Linked DNA regions of Bicyclus anynana: region 1 is linked to region 2. Evidence: chromatin contacts called from public Hi-C data. All regions are on one chromosome and are shown on one strand. Each heading gives the region's core, a stretch centred on a gene start, on an enhancer-like site or on the middle of the called end of the contact. The rest is flanking DNA. Distances are from core to core; before and after follow the strand shown.

Region 1 (3,303 bases), core at 526-3,025, 130 kb before region 2:
AGTATTATTTATTATTATTATTATATTATCCATAAACGTTTCTACTTTTTATACAATCAATACTCAAAACATATAAATAAAATTGAGGTGTCTGTCTGCCACAACAGTGTTTTCACATATCCTTATAATCATTTACACGATACTAGAACACAATCATCATGGCATTTTAACACAAAAACCAAAAATAGACAGAGCTAGAATATAAAGCCTATTGAACCGGTGATCTACGTACCTACCTAGAGTACGTCGTCATCTAATTCATCATCATCATCTGCGATTGTAGGCAAGCACTACCTTCATTAATGCCCGAGAAGCATAATGTGTCTTAGACCGTTCGATTCCCACATGTGTAAAATATTCATATTCATTCATGTTTTCATGATTTATATGATTGATTGATGACATGATGTAATGCATATTATGTACAAATATTCATCTACCTATAAGACAAGCTAGACTCACCTACTTTGAGCGATGTGTGTATAATTGACCTATTAATTAATTTTTTTTGTCGGTCCATGTACTAAGAAAATGAAATGGCTCAAAGTCATACAGCGGGCGGTGAAACAAGCTATGCTATTTCTGCGTGATCGAATCAGAAATGAGGAGATCCGTAGAAGAACCAAAGTCACCGACATAGCTCAACGAGTCGCGAAGCTGAAGTAGCAATGGATGGGGCACATAGTTCGAAGAGCCGATGGACGTTGGAGTCCCAATGTGCTGGAATGGGTCCCAAGGTGCTGGTATGGCGATCACGTCCAAGCGCAGTGTTGGTCGACCAGGTGGGCTGACGGCATCAAGCGAGTGGCTGAAAGCAGGCGGTTCAGGATTGTGATGTTTTGAAGTTCCTACAAAAGGCCTACGTCCTGCAGTAGACGTCCATTAGCTGATAAGATGATGATGATGATTTATTTATTTAATGAATAAACGTCGAAACGGTAATCGTAGCACATTTTTGGAAAGAAATTATTTGCCACGTTTTAAATCTCGCTGTGCATTAAAAATGTTAGTTGTTAGTATCATTTTAAATATAATTATCAGCCCATCTCTCTTCTAAAGGAACGAGGAATTTTGCGGTTTGGCCCACAACGCCACTCCGAGCTGGAGGACAATGCAGGTAGGTACCTAATGTAATAGGATCACAAATTATAGATAATTTTAATTAAATAGCTAATTTGCTATTTAATTATGCAGGATATATACATGTAGGTGGCAAATTTGCCGAGACTTAAGTTCAATTTGTTTAAAGATAGGTAGGTATACCTAGTAGATACGATGTTGTTGTTCTTATAAGTGATAACGACAAAGATCCATGGTAATAATCAGCTCTGCTTTCTTCTGCGCACAAGGCAGGATAATATACCTAAACTGTAGGTGAGTACATTATAAATAAATCCGAGTGTCTTGTCGGTTTTATAATAGAGTCTGCTCTTCAAACCGATGGTAGAGTCTATACTCACTGCCAGACTTGTCTTTTCATAAGTGCTTGAATAATATCTACCTACTTAAAATAAATTAATTTGAATCTATAATCCAAACATTTCGCTCGCTGATGCACGTGGGAGTTCCGGCCGCTCGTCACAAGATGTCGCTAGGCGTCGCGCGGCGCGGCGAGCGTCGGCACTGGCAGCGCGGCCAAGGCGTAATTGCAGATAGCTATTATCTGGGCGGCGCTCGGCGCGCATGGCGGCCGCGGTGCGAGCGGGATGCACTCGATAATACGTAAAACAAAACGAGGGAGTAATGATGGTAAAAAACGAGCACGCAAATTATAGTGAGAAATGAGGCAGCCGGTAGCGGTGGGGGCTCTGGGACGGTGGGGGCCGGCGCGCGGCAGTCGCGATCGCTCGGCGCTTGCAGACCGCCCGCGCCGCCTGCGCCGCGAGTGAGTGAGTGAGTGAGTGACATGCGCCTGCTCGCCGGACAGCCATGAGCGGCAAGGGCTCCTCCTCACCGGACCTGCTCATGAACGTGAGTCCGGCGCACACCACATGCTGATCACTAACTCACCAATACAACCCTTAGACCTGAATATCTCTATCTTAAGGACTTAACACCGTGACCGATCACCTGCTGGATTATTGTTAGACTCACTCATAACACTGTCTTTATGAGTAATTGGAGAGAAATTAGACTAAGTAATATTCAAAAATATAGCTAATTTTATTTAAACGGTGGTTAGTAACGGTGGTTAGTAACGCTGAGGATCAGCGTTACTAACCACCCTAAACAACAACACAATCTCAGTCTTTCAGATTACGTACAAAAGTAGAGTTTTCTAAAGATATCTTTCACTGAAGATTCCTTAGATACAGAAGATGAGACATTGCTTAAATAGCTTCTCGATACACTAATACTATAAACTCCTTAGGCGTTTTGATTTCACGGTATATTGACTTTAATTTTTGGATGAAATCTCAGTCAAAATAGACGAGTTTATAAAACTGGCTGTTAGTCACAGGACCCGAGGGTGTTGTCGATTTAGCACGCACCATAAGCGGAACCGGGCCGTCCCTCGAGCCTCAACCTCTATTACTATTCATGGACCCTCCCGGGTCGAGTGGCCCCAGAGGAGCCATCGCGCGGAATTTGAACCCAACTATTTGGAAGATTTCTTCATGGCCTCTGCGTTCAATTTTATGGAATAAACATAGGCGCGAATTAATGGGTTAAACAATTGGTTAATTTACTAAAAATGAGTAGACAAAAATATAGACATAATGGCTAACATTTTCTCAGACTTTTCAAACTAAATCTGTCGAGATTAAGAAAGTCAAATATGGATAAAAAATCATATGCATTTTATTTATTAAATCTAGGTACTCCATTATCAAAAAAAGTTCCGTAGATCATATTATTTTACTAATATGATCTACGGAACTTTTTTTGATAATGGAGTAGATTTAATAAATAAAATGCATATTATTTTTTTTTGTCTTTAGAGTCTCTAATTCTAATAAACATCTGAAATGTCTCAAGATCCACTCAGGTAGATTTATTGTAACGACCATCCCATTAACATTTCCCGTGAAATCGAGAAACGAGAAAACGACGTGGAACCGCCATTTATTTATGTATAAAGCAATATTTGTGACGCAAATGTTATTGTTATTACCTAAGAATTGCCCATTAAAGTTAGCTCCAAACATTACCGACACCTCGTAAAAACTACCGAAATGTTAATTCAATTAAGCGAAATCAAATAAATAAAGGCCGGCAGTGTATTCGGGCCCGTGTCCAATTCTTAATGACACATAGAGCCTTCGTCCATTTTCTACTCAATTTCCTTTTCATATTAGTTTA
Region 2 (3,604 bases), core at 1,071-3,570:
CCAATATTTATTCTATGTAATAAATAAATTACGACAATTATTATTATTGTTGTAATTTAATTTTTATGTAGGACTAAACAAGTCGTAGCAATCGAAAATCTTAATTAATAATACGTAAATATTAAATAACACATACATTTTCAACAAACGGACTTTATTAATGCATAGGTATTATTATTATTAGGTAGTAAGTACCTAAAATAATTTTTGAACATGTGTAATTTTTAAATCTAACATACAATTACATGCCAAAGCTGCGGTTAGCAGCAAACTATCAATTTTACGGCAGTTTAATACCAACAGGAACTAAAGCGGCCAACTTTCTACCAGTTCGCTTTTGTGTGGTGCACTCTCTTATTTCTTTATCATCTACGCAGGTAATTGGGCTTTAAAAAAAATTAAAAAAGTTAAATGTTCGAGTAACAAAAGGCAGTAAAGACCTCGGATTCAAAGCGTAGGAAGTAATTAGGCCGCCAGATGGCGCTGCGCGTAACCGCAAACTCCGGTGACGAACGCTTGTACTTCCATATGCCATCTACGAGTACATTGACGTAATAACTGCAGGCGAACTATTTTAGTTGGACAAAGCTCTTTTGCGAACAAGGCAAAGCTGGCAAAGCTTATAAATTAAAGTTTGTAGATTCTTCGTTGGTCCTCAAGGGTTAAAATGATCGATTACCGATCCTAACGTACCTTACTTACTCAGTTTGGTTTCGATGTATTTTTATTTATTTATAAATATCTAAATTATTATGTCTAAAGGTGACTGACTGACATAGTGATCTATGAACGCACAGCCCAAACCATTGGACGGATCGAGCTGAAATTTGGCATTGCATCTATTCAATTTCCCCAATGGGATAAAATAGGGGATGAAAGTTTGTATGAGACTTTGTCACTACTGAAGCGATTTGGCTGAAATTTTTGAAATTGAAATGGATATAGATTTTACTCTGGATTCTTATTACACACATAGGCTACTTTTCATCATGGTTCCCATGGGATTTGTAAGAAACCGAATTACACGCGGACGGAGTCGCGAGCGTCCGCTATTATCACATATAAAAAAAGTAATTATTAATAGTAATGACATCATATTAATTACTAGCGGACACTTCGTCCATATGAAATCGTTTTCACAGCTGAAAATAACCAAGTAGGTATGTAGGTACGTATCTATAATCCTTCTCCATCCTCAGAATGTATTTATTAATACCTAATAATCCATACAACTTCCAGACAACCATTAATATACCTACCTACGAGTTTATGAACCTATCATGCGTTTATAACTCTGTTTATCCTAGCTTGGTCCCACAGGGAGGCGCAAAATTCATGATAGGTAGGTATGCACCTAAATTTGAAAACGAGAATGCGGAACTATTTAGATAAATGAATCTAGATAGGTAGGTACTTCACCAAAATCACGCAGTGAAATGTGAATAAAACTGAATAACTGTGGTTATTCCCTCAGGCTGGAAGACAGTTTAGAAATTGCAATATCGTAAAATACATCCGCCGCAAAAATAGCTCTCGCAAATATAGCCACTAAATATTTTAGTCACGAATGTGGCAAAAAGCGAATTACGCATAATGAAGACATTTTAATACCGCACTTAGAAATCGCTGTTCAGTGACCTTTTACCGCAAAAGCTTTTAGAGTCAAATAAATGGAAATTAAAAGATTTTGCTTTTCTTTTTATAAATAATTTGACACCGATTACAAACAGTTATCTATTAATTGAATTATTGAACTAGGAGACACTACGCGGATTCACCCAGGTATGTGTGTTCCCGTGGAAATACGGGGAGAAAATATACCTATAGCTTAGGTATGTTGCATCAGTGAAGATGTAGCTACCCCATGGTGAAAGAATTTTTTAAAATCCTTCGAGTTTTAGTTTTTGAAAATCAAATCCTTAGGTATAGATTTAGGTATCTTTACATATCTCCTTCCAGAAGATGTACCTACGCCTAATATCAAGATATAATCTTCGTGGTCGAAAGGAGTTTTTGTGTATCGAAAGGATTAGTATTACTTTTAACGATTATTCAATATTAAAGTTTTGCAATGGTATAGAATGGTAAAAATATTCTTGCGAAAATATATTTCAATTATAATTTCGCAAAAATATTTTTCAAAATAATAAAATATCTTCAACAATAGACAAATACGTCTACGAGCTAATGTGACAAAATTACCCTCATTATTGATGGGAACACGAGAATAATGCTTTGTCAGTCACCGGCAACAGCTGGTGACAAACAACTCGACCGCCGCTCTGCCTATTCTCTATGCCTTTTTGACTTTGATTTATGTTTTTTTTATACCCCATTCACCCGTCACGGCTACTATGGATATTGTATTTCATTGCAACGATACAGGACAATCGCATTTTATTTAATTAAAACCTTATAACTGCGTATTAAAGTTCATTTTCGTGTGTATTTTTTGGTCACAATCGTATCGAAAAACGAAGTTAGCGTTAGCAACTACGCTCGTAGTATCGCTACATCATCAGTTAATAGAAGGGGACGCGGTTGTTATTTCATTTTCACAGCAATTTATTTTTGTATAGGCACAATAATGTCATTGTGCAGTTCGATTTTAAAGCAAATATCTATAAGTTTTGAGGGAGTGCCGGGCTACGGTTCACACCCTCTTTAACTGGTACAATTAAACAACGAAAAACAAATAGCTTACCCAAGGGAGAAAACTGCAAATATGCTATCTTTACCCAGTAAATCCTTATCGTTTCTAGCTTAACTATATATAACTCTACTGATAAAATCCTTAAAAACATTGGTATACAGGTAACAAAATCCCCATCCAAATGGGACCAGTAACTTTCGGGATCATCGTGAAGAAACAAGTATATAGATAAATACTGGTGCATGCATATAAACAGGTCGAGTAGGTACCTTCTATAGCAAAATAGCTTAAAAAGCTAAAAACCTTTGCCTCCGAACCATGTACCAACCATATTAGGTAGAGAGTTTATAATATAACTAGAGGATGCCCGCGACTTCATCGGCATGGAATTCAGTTTTCCACAAACCCCAGGGGAATCCTAAATTTTTCCGGAATGAAAAGTAGTATAAATATGTTAATCCAAATCTTCGAAGCGGATTTGTTGCGACGTCCTACGAGGTTTCTCCAGCCACAAAAGGAAACTGAAAAATGGATACTGACAGCAATAGTACGTTTTCTTCTACGCTAACTATATCCATACATTAATCCTTCAAATCATATTATAGAATTCATGTTTTAACGCCTCCAAGAAGTACTATATACTCGTTATATAAACTCGACTTATCTGATACAGGTATATAAAATGGTATTTTTGTAATTCAAATCCAAAATAAGTCTAAATCATCTTAGGGTGAGAGTCAGGAGATCCACGTTTATTTGGCATCAATGGATCACTGATAAATAAGCACCTACCTACCTAATACTAATACAAGTCAATGCGTTGCGAAAAATCTCGATCTTCGATTGCTGCGGCAGTGCGCGGTGTAGTGTAATTTGCACGCAGCATACATAATAAGCTTCGAACAATCTAAATAAAATTAAAAATTTATATTAAACAGATTTTTTGTTGGT

The links. A called contact is a pair of places that touch in the nucleus more often than the background predicts.
Region 1: a contact with region 2 is called in a Hi-C map of whole body, with 5 times the contacts expected there. The contact joins the promoter of LOC112053460 here to the enhancer-like site in region 2. A contact is called at or near these places in 2 of 2 Hi-C or Micro-C datasets (whole body and whole larva).

What each region holds. Positions count from the first base shown.
Region 1 is chr5:7,330,803-7,334,105 of ilBicAnyn1.1, reverse strand. It overlaps LOC112053460 (transcription factor Sp9), which reads left to right and starts at 1,775. Exons shown (of 3, transcript XM_052881641.1): 1 at 1,775-1,971. The coding sequence starts at 1,930.
Region 2 is chr5:7,201,902-7,205,505 of ilBicAnyn1.1, reverse strand. No RefSeq gene overlaps it. Among protein-coding and RNA genes, the nearest start is that of LOC112054720, 31 kb to the right of the region's middle. Within about 2 kb of position 2,320, at least 1 of the 8 cell types and tissues checked has open chromatin away from gene starts, as enhancers often do.